Linked DNA regions of Macaca mulatta: region 1 is linked to region 2. A link is a contact called in public Hi-C data. All regions are on one chromosome and are shown on one strand. The core of a region is the stretch at or near the end of the contact, and the rest is flanking DNA. Distances in the headings are between cores, read along the strand shown.

Evidence for each region. Hi-C and Micro-C count contacts between places; a contact is called where the count stands out from the background.
Region 1: a Hi-C map of fetal cortex germinal zone shows a contact between it and region 2, with 2.9 times the contacts expected there. The contact joins the promoter of YEATS2 here to the promoter of KLHL24 in region 2. A contact is called at or near these places in 6 of 14 Hi-C or Micro-C datasets (blood, cortical neurons, fetal cortex germinal zone and 3 more).

What each region holds. Positions count from the first base shown.
Region 1 is chr2:95,835,248-95,837,947 of T2T-MMU8v2.0, reverse strand. YEATS2 (YEATS domain containing 2) reads right to left here and starts at 1,347. Exons shown (of 32, transcript XM_077991797.1): 1 at 1,138-1,347. It overlaps LOC144339067 (a long non-coding RNA gene), which reads left to right and starts at 1,340. Exons shown (of 3, transcript XR_013413723.1): 1 at 1,340-1,568.
Region 2 is chr2:95,770,308-95,773,007 of T2T-MMU8v2.0, reverse strand. KLHL24 (kelch like family member 24) reads right to left here and starts at 1,415. Exons shown (of 8, transcript NM_001260584.1): 1 at 1,375-1,415. LOC144339063 (a long non-coding RNA gene) reads left to right here and starts at 606. Exons shown (of 2, transcript XR_013413718.1): 1 at 606-741; 2 at 884-1,796.

The DNA of each region.
Region 1 (2,700 bases), core at 98-2,597, 65 kb before region 2:
ATCTGTTTACACTTCCCCATCTCCCTGCCATGGGCCTAGTCTAAGCTACTGCAAAGAGCACAGTAACTGACCTCGTAGGTTCCTCCCCAGCCCTCTTCCTCTACATAGCAGTCGGATTATGCTACTCGCCTTCTCAAAACCTTCAAAGGTTTCCCGGAAAAACTAAACTCCTAATCAGAGCATCATCTGCCCTATCTTTTAAAGAGTATACACAAACAGGAATATACATCCAAGGGTAATATCTCTAGACCGTAAAACTGCGGGCATTTTTCTCTTGCTTTGCTTGTATTTTTAAATTTTTCTACGCTGAATACTCTCTACTCATTAAGGGGAAATGATATTGCTGAATACTATATGATATTATGGCGCATTTTGTACATGTGAGCGAGAAATGGAAAACGTGGGTCAACTCTGTAACTGCTGAAGGCTTAGATGAAAATACTAGCAAACATCAAACTAAAAAAATGATGTGTCAGGCCTATAAGATCGCTGATGGCATTTCTCTTTCTCTGCTTTCCATTTCTTAACATAATCACATTCATGATGGGGAGAACCTCATTGTCTTCTGCAGTCTGGCCACAGCCCTCCAAGCCAGCCTTTCCTGCAGGAGTCCTCACTTTCCGAGGCTTCCACTCCGCCCCGCACTGCCCGCAGCTCCGGCGCGTTGGCCCCGGCCCCCTCCCTGGAACCCCAAAGCCTCTCTAACCCCTCCCCTCCATCCCGGGAGGGCCGGTGGGGATGGCGACAGGTTGGAGGGGCATTCCAGGATCCTTTCGGTAAACCCACGACTTTCTGGTCCTGGGGCCAAATCTTGCCTCCAAGGCCAAGAGCTTAACATCCCGAAACCTCCGGCCGCTGAGGCTCGGGGACCCGCATCCCCTCAGCGGAGCGCCCCGCTGAAGAGGAAGCCCCCAACTCACGTTCCGATTCCAGGCTCCCGCTTCTGCGGCTCCTCGGCCCGCACCTGGGATCCTCCCTGCCCTCCCCTCCGGCCCGGGGCCTCACCGGGTCCCGCCGCGGCGCAGCCGGCCGATGGGGGAGGGGCGCGCACGTGCCCGCGCCGCCCCCGCCCAAACAATGCCCCAGACAGCAGGGCGCGCGCCCGCGCGGTCCCTTCCTGCGCCCGCCAACACTCACCCTTTCTCCGGGTCTCCAGCTGCAGCGCGGCCCCGCCGGGCGCCGCGAGAGGGTAGAGCGAGGTGAGGGAGCGGGCGAAGCCCCGCGGAGCTGCCCAGCCACGAAACCCCAGCGACCCCCGCAGCCCGCGGAAGCACCCAGATCGGTGGAACCCGCCCGACCCGTTCCGCCCCGCACGTCAGCAGCCGGGCGCGTCGGGGCGCGCGCGGCGGCGGTGGTGGCGGCGGCGCGCGCGCGCGGCCTCGGGGCGGAGCTCGCAGGGATGAGGGCGGGGCGGGGCGGGGCTGGTCCAGGCTGCGACCCCGGCCCGCGAGGCCACTTCCTGGGCAGTGTGGGCGTCGATTCTCGCAAAGGCGTGGTTGTCCATCACTTTTCTGCCCCAGAAGGTGGCGAATTTCAACCCCAAGTTTGACAGAATATTCATTCTGCCGGTATGTATGAGCTTCCCTATTAATTACAATAGTAACAATGATTTTTGTGTGTGCCATCTTTGTCCCAACCCATGTGCTAAGTGCTGCGTATACAAATAACAGTAGTTATTGCTAGCCCATTTTACAGATGAAGAGATTGAGGCAGGGAAGGCTTGAGACTTATCCCAGTCACACTAGTGACAATCCAAGTCCAGTTTTCCATCTAAATATCTCTTGAGGCCAACATTCTCTTTCGTTCTAACTCTACCACCCTCTACCCAAGACCCTGTCATCTCTCTGCCCAGGACTATAAATAGCCTCCCAACTGGTCTTCGGGGATCTTCTGTTCCCCTTCAATCCCTCCTCACTGTATAAAGATTTACTACTGGAGCTGATTTTTTAATACTTTACCTACATGTTATCAAATTTTTATGTATTTAATGTTTTTATCTACACATAATACATGTAAATGGTGTTTTGTTTTTTGTGGTTTTTTTCTTTTTTTTTTTTTTGAGAGAGTCTCCCTCTGTTGCCCAGGCTGGAGTGCAGTGGCATGATCTCGGCTCACTGCAGTCTCTGCCTCCCTGATTCAAGTGATTCTCCTGCATCAGCCTCCCAAGTAGCTGGGATTATAGGCATGCACCACCACGCCCAGCTCATTTTTGTATTTTTAGTAGAGAGAGGGTTTCACCATGTTGGCCAGGCTGCTCTCAAACTCCTGACCTCAGGTGATCCACCCTCCTCAGCCTCCCAAAGTGCTGGGATTACAGGCATGAGCCACCACCCCCAGACTAATTTTTTTTTTTTAAAGACAGGTCTGACTATCACCACAGCTAGTCTCACACTTCCAGGCTCGAGAGATCCTCCTGGATGGGCGTGGTGGCTCACGCCTGTAATCCCAGCACTTTGGGAGGCTGAGGCGGGCAGATCACCTAAGGTCAGCAGTTCAAGACCAACCTGGCCAACATGGTGAAACGCCATCTCTACTAAAAATACAAAAATTAGCCAGGCATGGTTGCACATGCCTGTAATCCTAACTACTTGGGAAGCTGAGGCAGGAGAATCACAACTCGGGAGGTGGAGGTTGCAGTGAACCATTGCACTCCAGCATGGGCAACAAAAGTGAAACTCCATCTCAAAAACAAATAAACAG
Region 2 (2,700 bases), core at 166-2,665:
CACAAGAGCAAGTGATTTAATCATTAAAATCCACTAAAATCAATTGTGAACAGCCACTGCCTCAGGGGCGACCGCGGGGCCCCCTAAGATGTGGCACTGTGATCTATATTTAGCTATCTAAACACGTTTACAGAACTGGCAACAACGAATTCGCAGGACTTCCTGAGCACCACCCCGGCAGATAACGCGACACTAGTTAAAGGGTGTTAATTTTCCGGTCCTCGGAGGGCGGGCCACGGTTGCCGACCGCTGCGTGCCCAGAACTGCCTGCAGGATCAGGCAGCAGCCGCGGCAGCCACGGAGGCTCCCAGCCACCCGCCGCAGGGGCGGGAGCGCGCGCCGCCCGCATCCGCGCCGCCAGGCTCCACTCGGCCGCAGCTGCAAGAGCAGCGAGAGCGCGCGCTCCCGCGCGTCCTACAGATCACCTTCAAGGGGGCGGGAAGAATGGCCCCGGACAGGCCCACCTAGTGACAATAAAAACTCGCCAATAAAAACTCGAACTCGCCCTCGGGTACCGCCCACAAGCCGCCGCAGGCGCCCAATCCCCGCCGCGTTAACAGTCTTCACCCGGGGTGTCCAGAACTTGGGGGCGGGTCCATTAGGAACTAAATTAAGAAACCAAGTCCTGGAGTGGTAAGAAGGTGGGGAGGTTAGGCGGGGACTGCGGCGGCTGAACGCCCGCTCCCCCGCCCGCCCTGGCTCCCCCGGGACGGCCGCAGCGAGCCCGGTGTCGCGATCGTGGTAAACAAAGGCTCGCAGGGGACGGGGGCGGGGGTAACGGTCAGGTGACAGTGCCGAGCGCATTTCGCAATCGCTTTAATGGGGCTTCGCTGGCCCGCTGCCCCGGGAACCCCACCTTGACCCCGTCATTCCTCCCGGACAGAACCGACGGTCGTCCCACCAAACGGGAAGGCTGGATTTGAGGCGGTCCCACTCCCCCGCGCTTCCTGAAATAAAAAGCAGCGCCCCGTTCGCAGCCCATCGGCAACAAGCAGCACCCCCGGCGGCGCCCGGCCCCGCGGCGACTAGGCGACCGCACCTGCGGCTACCCCCAGTCCCGGCGGCCACCCCCTCCCACCTCGCCCTTGCCAGGCCGCGCCAGCCGCGCCACGGTTCCGGGCCGTAGTGCCAGGAGGCGCGGGCGCCCTCCCTCAGGGCTGTAGCTACCGAGCAGGGAGGAAGAACCCCCAGGGAGACCTGGAGGCCCCTCGCCTCAGAAAGGGGCCCTGCAGACCAGCTGCAGCCTCTCCGCAGACCGCCAATCTGGCTCCGAGAGGCCGGCCGCCGCTGGCTGCCCTCCCGCAGACACCCCGGTGGTCAGGACCGCCGCCGCCCCTCCGCCCCTGAGGACTCAGACTCTGGCCGGTTCCTCGCCTTTCGGCCGGTCCCGGAGCTGTCACCCCCGGTACCTCTCGGCGAAGGCTGGAAGCAGCCAGCAGCGGCGAACCCCGCGGTTCCTCAGCCGCCGGCGGCGCAGCGCACTCTCCAGCGCCGGCGTCTTCTCCAGCCACCAGTCTCTGCCGCAGCTCACAACAAAGGAAACATGTGACCCTCCGGGCCAAAACACTGAGCGTCACCGACCCCTGGCCAATCCGGGTGGGCGTCCTCCGCCCCGGGGGACCCCGGGAGATGTAGTTCTCGCTTCCCGGTGGCCTCCGGGGCCACCCGGGGCTCCAGCTATGGGGTGGGTGTCGGGCGCCAGGAGGACTAGACCCACTCCAAGGGCTGCTGACTCAAAAACACTTTGTTTTAAGTAGAGATAGTTAAAAAAAATGCCTTTTGTGTAAGGAGCCGAGTGAGAAGCCGGAGTCGTTTGTTTCTTTCCCTCAAAGGCCCCTGCCACGTCCCAAGGAAAAAGCCCCGCGATCAGCCCTTCGACTTTAAAGCTTGGGTAGAAGCTTAGAGAGCTTTTTGTTTGACCCTTTGATAGACAATCGGAAATCCTCAGGCCTGAAGGGTGGACGAGACTAAAACCCTAGTCCCTAGAAGGAGCAAGGAAAACCACCTCTTTTTTTGATAAAGCTGTTACTGTCACTGGTATCAAATCCTAGGTTACCTTTTTATTTTAAACGCACATGCACGTCGACCAAAGCTGTCACAAATCCCTGTTTTCCAAGGTAGATGGAGTCCCTAAAGGGCATTATTTTGTCGTTTTGTGTCTGTAAGCTTTTTGTTTTGTTTTGAGACAGAATGGCGCGATCTCGGCTCACTGCAACGTCTGCCGGGTTCGCGCCATTCTCCTTCCTTAGAGTAGCTGAGGCTACAGGCGCCCGCCAACACGCCCAGGTAATGTTTTGTATTTTTAGTAGAGACTGTGTTGGCCAGGCTGGTCTCGAACTCCTGGCCTCAAGTGATCCGCTGTCCTTGGCCTCCCACAGTGCTAGGATTACAGGCATGAGCCACGGCGCCCTGCCTGCAAGTATTCTTTTAAAGGATGAATATGCCTCCTGATTTTGCAACCATTTAACTAGCTTTTGGTTTCTGATACCAAATTAAAAAATCTCTATCTTCTACATGTCAAGAATACAGTCATGCCTCTATTAAATTAGGGGTTGTGTTCTGATGACCAGATGACCAGAGGTGGAAATAATATGGAAGGCCTATATACAGGCCGTTTAAACATACTTTTTAGGCCTCTTTTCCATCTCTTATTCAATTATTTGAGCTATTTCTTCTGGTAGTTATATATTTCCAAATAAT